Regions from separate parts of the Pan troglodytes genome. Here region 1 is linked to region 2. The links are chromatin contacts, called in public Hi-C maps. All regions are on one chromosome and are shown on one strand. The core of a region is the stretch at or near the end of the contact, and the rest is flanking DNA. Distances in the headings are between cores, read along the strand shown. Region 1 overlaps LOC107974628 (a long non-coding RNA gene). Region 2 overlaps LOC112209211.

What was found. Hi-C and Micro-C count contacts between places; a contact is called where the count stands out from the background.
Region 1: a contact with region 2 is called in a Hi-C map of stem cell-derived neural progenitor cells, with 2.8 times the contacts expected there. The contact joins two enhancer-like sites. A contact is called at or near these places in 3 of 7 Hi-C or Micro-C datasets (induced pluripotent stem cells and stem cell-derived neural progenitor cells) and 1 of 1 datasets of contacts at active chromatin or transcription factors (stem cell-derived excitatory neurons).

The regions. Positions count from the first base shown.
Region 1 is chr4:28,251,079-28,253,778 of NHGRI_mPanTro3-v2.0_pri, reverse strand. The region is part of intron 2 of LOC107974628 (a long non-coding RNA gene); the gene reads right to left. Among named protein-coding and RNA genes, the nearest start is that of TMEM161B, 370 kb to the right of the region's middle. Within about 2 kb of position 1,263, at least 12 of the 24 cell types and tissues checked have an H3K27ac peak or open chromatin away from gene starts, as enhancers often do. A contact at or near this core is called in stem cell-derived neural progenitor cells, where this site is marked.
Region 2 is chr4:27,464,311-27,467,010 of NHGRI_mPanTro3-v2.0_pri, reverse strand. It overlaps LOC112209211, which reads right to left. Exons shown (of 5, transcript XR_008547911.2): 2 at 2,199-2,700. Among named protein-coding and RNA genes, the nearest start is that of MIR9-2, 17 kb to the left of the region's middle. Within about 2 kb of position 1,375, at least 10 of the 24 cell types and tissues checked have an H3K27ac peak or open chromatin away from gene starts, as enhancers often do. A contact at or near this core is called in stem cell-derived neural progenitor cells, where this site is marked.

The DNA.
Region 1 (2,700 bases), core at 14-2,513, 790 kb before region 2:
GGGGAGAGGGGGCAACTTGAACTGCTCTACTCTGAAAATCCATTTTGGATTTAGGATTAAGGAAATTTTTTGCTTTTTCTATCAAGAGCTACTGGGAAACAAAAAAGAAATCAAGGCTTCATTAAAAAAATGATGTATTTTTTATGAGAGAAATACAAAACTTTGACTATTGATAATAGATTATTAAAGAGAAAAAAATTGAACCTTTCTGCAGAGATTTACAACAGTTATTTAAATATAATATTTAGTTCACTGTCATAGTCAGTTAAGAAAAACAGATGAAGGGAGGAACAGAAGAGAGAAGCAACAAAATGAAAAGATAGAAGAAAAAAGGGAAAAAAGACAAGTAAATAGGAGAAATACAGCGACAGCTACAGAAAGGAAGAAAGACAAGTAAGCACAGAGCCATAAAGGAAGGAAAAAAGAGGAGAGTTGGGTTGAAGTCTGTGAGGGGAGTGTTAGTTCAAGCCAAAGAAAGCTACTTTGGTCGCTCCGTGGCGTGTGCTGGGACATGAACCCCTGATTGTTAGCTTTTGTGATCACTGCTTTCAAATGCTGACTCAGTGTCAGAACACTGATGAACTGTTGAGCAATATAAACGTGAGATCATACCTAGGTTTCCATAATTGTCTTTGATGGAACATTTAAACAATAAAATCAAAAGGCAAATCGATTAACACAAAAACTTTTTGTTCAAGAGTACGACTGAGAGAAAGAAGAGGAGAGTGGTTCCTGTAATTATGTCAAATTCAGCTTGAGTTTAATAATGAAGAACCAACCTAAACAATTTCCAAAGAAGTTTGTTCAGCTCACCAGTTATCTGCACAAGTAGCTCCTGGGCAAGTGTTGCCTAATTTCACTAATATAAGGATAAATTATTTTCCCATTAACTTGGAACAATAGTGAAGCACTGGTTTATTTTTATTTTTGATTATTTTTTACATAAGTATGTTTTTCTTCCTTCCAAAAGAAACCACCAGGGAAGCCTCATTTTCGTTACATTAATATGGTGTGCCATTCTTGGCGGGGAACTGTAGGTGTTGCTGAAGCTACATAGCAGAAAAAGCTAAGCCAGGCCTCTAATTCTTTGGCTTATTACAGTTCTATTTTAGCCCTGTCCTCTTTTTCCCACTCAAATTCTGTAGCCTAGCATGTGTTTGGATATGCTGCATCCTCCAGTTCTTCACACTAAATATACTCTCAGAAGCCACGAGCAAAACTTGCAGATGAGTCATTCTGTTTGGAAGACTCAGCTCCATGGTGGACAGCTCGTAAACTGTAATAGATTCAGCTGGATAGGGGGAGTAGGGACAACAGTAGTTGGTTCATTGTGTTCTGCAAAAGGAGCCAAGGGGGGTTGGGGGTGGGTGGTTTCAGAGTAAATTGAAGCAAATGCTCATATTACACTTTAAAGAAAAGTTGGTTAAAGAGACAATACTCTTAATGATAATACTCTAAAGCTTAGAATTTGTGTTCATCACTTGTTTTGGGGGTCAGGCACTTTTTTGTTGTTGTTGTTATCCTTTGACCAATTCTCAGAGCATAATTTGTTTCCAGTCTTTTTGTTCTAAGAGTGAAAAGGTCAACGCCCTTTGACATGGCATGAGCTGTTTCAGTGCACAAGGGGAAACGTCACCAGCAGTGCTGGACTTAAAACAACTTCAGGGCAACCAGAGTCAAACACAGGAAGTGTTGTTCAAGCCCCTAGAGAATACTGGCTTTGTTTATTAGCCAACTTACATCTGGTTGAATTGCTAAGTGCCACTATCTTGAATGAGCAGATATATCAGAGACTACAGACCCAGATGAGGTATTTGTAGGCATGATATAACAACATCACTCTCCTAAAGTGTCCCCTACAGGAACCTAAACACAGAGTGGCTATTTTCTTAAATGGGAAAAGTTCCATCTCAGGTCCCCATAGTCCAATACATGCTAAATGATTCTACAAATGAACAAATGCTGCTTTGATGAGACAGTAAATTTAGTGGGAAAAATAATCAACCAAAAATGCAGAAAAAAATTGATTTTTAAAATAAACAGTCTAATCAGAAAATGAATTACACATTCAATCTTGTGAAGTTTTTTAATGATTTCACATAGGAAACACTTACCTACTCAAAATAACATCAGAAACATGTTTATGTACGTGGCATGTGTAAATTTCTAAGTGTTCAATGAGTTATTAACTGTTGTTTTACTGGTATGAGAAAATGGTTTAACTCCATTTCACAAATTAATTGAGAAAGAAAGGTGAAGTGTTTTGTCTAAGGTCACTCAGCAAATCTAAACCAGAGACACATTTAGTTCTTTGAGTTACTGACTTCCTGTCTGTGTTTTAAATCTGTGAATCATTTTGCTTCTAAATATACTGAAGGAGATTCAAGGCCCTAGGGGAAAAAAATCACATTGTGTCACAGTACCTCATTTGAAAATAGGGAAAATCCGGACAAATTGTACACGTACCTTAGTCTCCAGGATCAAAGATAGTACTAAAGAGGAAAAATAAATGCAGCCTGAAGACGGAAAAATCCTAAATAGTTATTAAACACCTTGGCCATGCAAAGAGCTCTTTGCTTACAGACCAAGAGTTAAGATACTTGAGTTCTGGTCCCAGCTCTGCCATATACTTACCTAGATGGTTCTTAATCTCTAAGTCTGATTTTCCTTATCTGTAAGTGGATATAACAAGACCTGGGA
Region 2 (2,700 bases), core at 126-2,625:
TGTCTTTGGGTATTGAAAGCACCTTGATAAATGCAGGGGTTGATTTTTTTTTTTCCTTTCCTTTTGGCTTTTTAGGATGTAGCTTTATTTGTGACTCCAAAATCTTAGCTAGAAAGGACTCTCATTGTTTGATATTCTTTGGTTTTACTAACTAAAAAATGTTGATTTGACATTAAAGAAGATAGAAAAATAGAATTTCTGTTTCAAAAATTGTGGAATTTCTCTTCATACTAGTCATCCCCAAAGCATTAGTGTATTAAACTCTAGTAGAAGGAATGTTTACTGTTCAGTACAGAAAATTAGGCCAGCAAAATAATTTTTTATTTCACATTAAATGTGAATAAGCATATTCATAAAGGCAATTTGTGTATGGGTGTTATCGTGATGACTGGGTGAAGTAAGGGAGGAGACAAGGCTTACAAGGCTTTCTGTTTAGGTCTCCCTCAATATATTTTTCTTTTCATTCCTCTTATTTAACAAGAAAGTTAAGGAATAGAAGACAGGCTAAATTGTCATTAGACTGTGTCTGTGTTCTTTGTCACGCCTGCCTTTCCTCTGGACTGCCTGGGAGGATGTGTGTGCTCCTTTCTTGCTTCTTGAGTAGCAGGGGGGAAGGAATGGATGCAAGGATGTGAAGATTGATCAGAAAGGCACATTATTGCATGTGAAAATGAGATGGATACATTTGACACCTGGCTAAATTCCAGCCAGGTGGTTGTCTTGCGAGAGGGGCTTGTGTGTGGAAGCTAGCAGGCCGACTGAAAAAAGTGGGGGGAGACAAGAGGCTTTCTTCATCTGGAAATCCGCAGGATCTTACTGACATTTGGCTTCAGGGAGTAGAGCTCCAAGGACACCTGTGTGCATCTAGCTGGAGATAGGTGTGTGTGTGTTGTGTGTGTGTGTGTAGGGAGAAGTAGGCATTTCATCAAAAATACATTTGAAAAATGTTGGTTCTAAAATTCAGTCGTTATCAATTCGGGCCAGGTGCCAGTCACTAACGTGTCCAGGTTAACTCCTGGAAGGCAGCAACATTCTTGCTTTTGATGGTACGAATATGGCTTCTTTATTTCTTTGGCTCTTTATGGTACTTCTTTTGAGTGGGGCGAGGCTCTAGCTTTCCCCTCCTCCTTTCTTGATCTCGGCAAACAAAACCATTCTACCACTTGAGCCATCTGCCGCAGGTGTAATGGATGGCAGGGGGCCGACCTAACCACACTCCAGTCTCTTCTAGGTCGTCACCGCTCTGCACCAAACAAATGAGTCCTGTTTCACCACTAGGGTGCCGAGGTGGATGGTGGATGCTGGCCCCCGCCCCTGGCAGCGCTCAGCCCTTAGAAACCAGAGCCAGCTGACAACACGCGAAACACACAGGCACAGCGAAAACGCCGAGCCGACGCTCATTCCGTCTGCCCCCTCCCTCTGCTCTCTGTAACAAGGAGGACACGTACACAGCCTTTACACACTTAAAAGCCCTTGCGACTCCCTCTGAATTCTTAGTTACTTATGACGGCCTTCCTCACTGCACATAGCCCCTGGGGTGTGTGTGTGTGTGTGTGTGTATGCGCGCGTGTGTGTGTGTACGCGCGCGCGCGCACGCGTGAATGTGCATGTGTGTTTAAAACGCTTATTGGTAGGTCATCAGCAGCTGATCAGACATGGTAATCCAATAATTTTTTTGAATACAAACAATTTTTCGTTGAAGGTAATTTTTTTAAAGAAAAATGGAAAACTATTAATTTTCTGCGCAAGTCTAGGGTGCCCAGTTTAGGTTCCAGAGAACAGCAGATCTGCGCAGCCCCCGCCTTACCAAACTTTCCTTTTCTAGGGTTTGAAAGAGGCTCACATTCTCACTTCATGACAGAGCAGCGGCTCATTTGCACGCGGGTGTGTAAAGGAGGGAGCTGTCGAACGCGCGACTTAGGAAGGGAAATCGGATAGCTGGAGCCCCACGCCGTCGCTCGGAACCTTGGCTGGAGGCACAAGGTGCCCAGGGGCAAGAGCCCGGGGTTCAAGCTTCCAGGCGCACATCATTCTCTGGGCCCCGGGCCCTCCGGCTGGAGCACTCCCTCACCCGCATCCCATCCCCGTTCCATTTTGATCATTATTTGAATAGCCCAGGTAAGGGTGCCCATCTCTCGGCTATGGGCGGGGGCTGGACCCTGACAGGTACGGACTCCGCGGGACCCCAGTGTACTTACCTCGAGCGAGGCCCTGGCAAATGGTGGCCCAGAAGCATCAAGTTTCCTCTCCCAGCCGTTGTGCCAGATTTCCCCTCCTGCCTTCTGCTCCTCTCCGCCAGCTCGTTTCTCTCTCTCTCTCTCTCTCTCTCTCTCTCTCTCTCTCTCTCTCTGTCACACACGAGGATTACTTGTGACTTTTAGAGGCAAAAGCTTGCTTATTCAGAGGAGAGAGGGAGGGGGAGAGGGAGAAAGGAGGCGGGAGGGAGGAGAGACGGAGAGAGAGAAGTAAAAGGGGGATGGAGGATGAAGAGGAGGTGGAGAATCAGAAGGTAGTGCGGGCGTTGTTAGAGGAGGAGGAGGAAGAGGAGGAGGAGGAGGAGGGATGGGAGGGGTAGGGTGGAGTAACCAAAGATGGGCTGGGATGGGACGGCGAGGAATAAATTGCTCCCCACCCAGCTGCGGTGCGACGCCACCAGCGTCCCAGGGGAGCCGGTGCGTCAGCTCACGGCTGGCCAAGGCG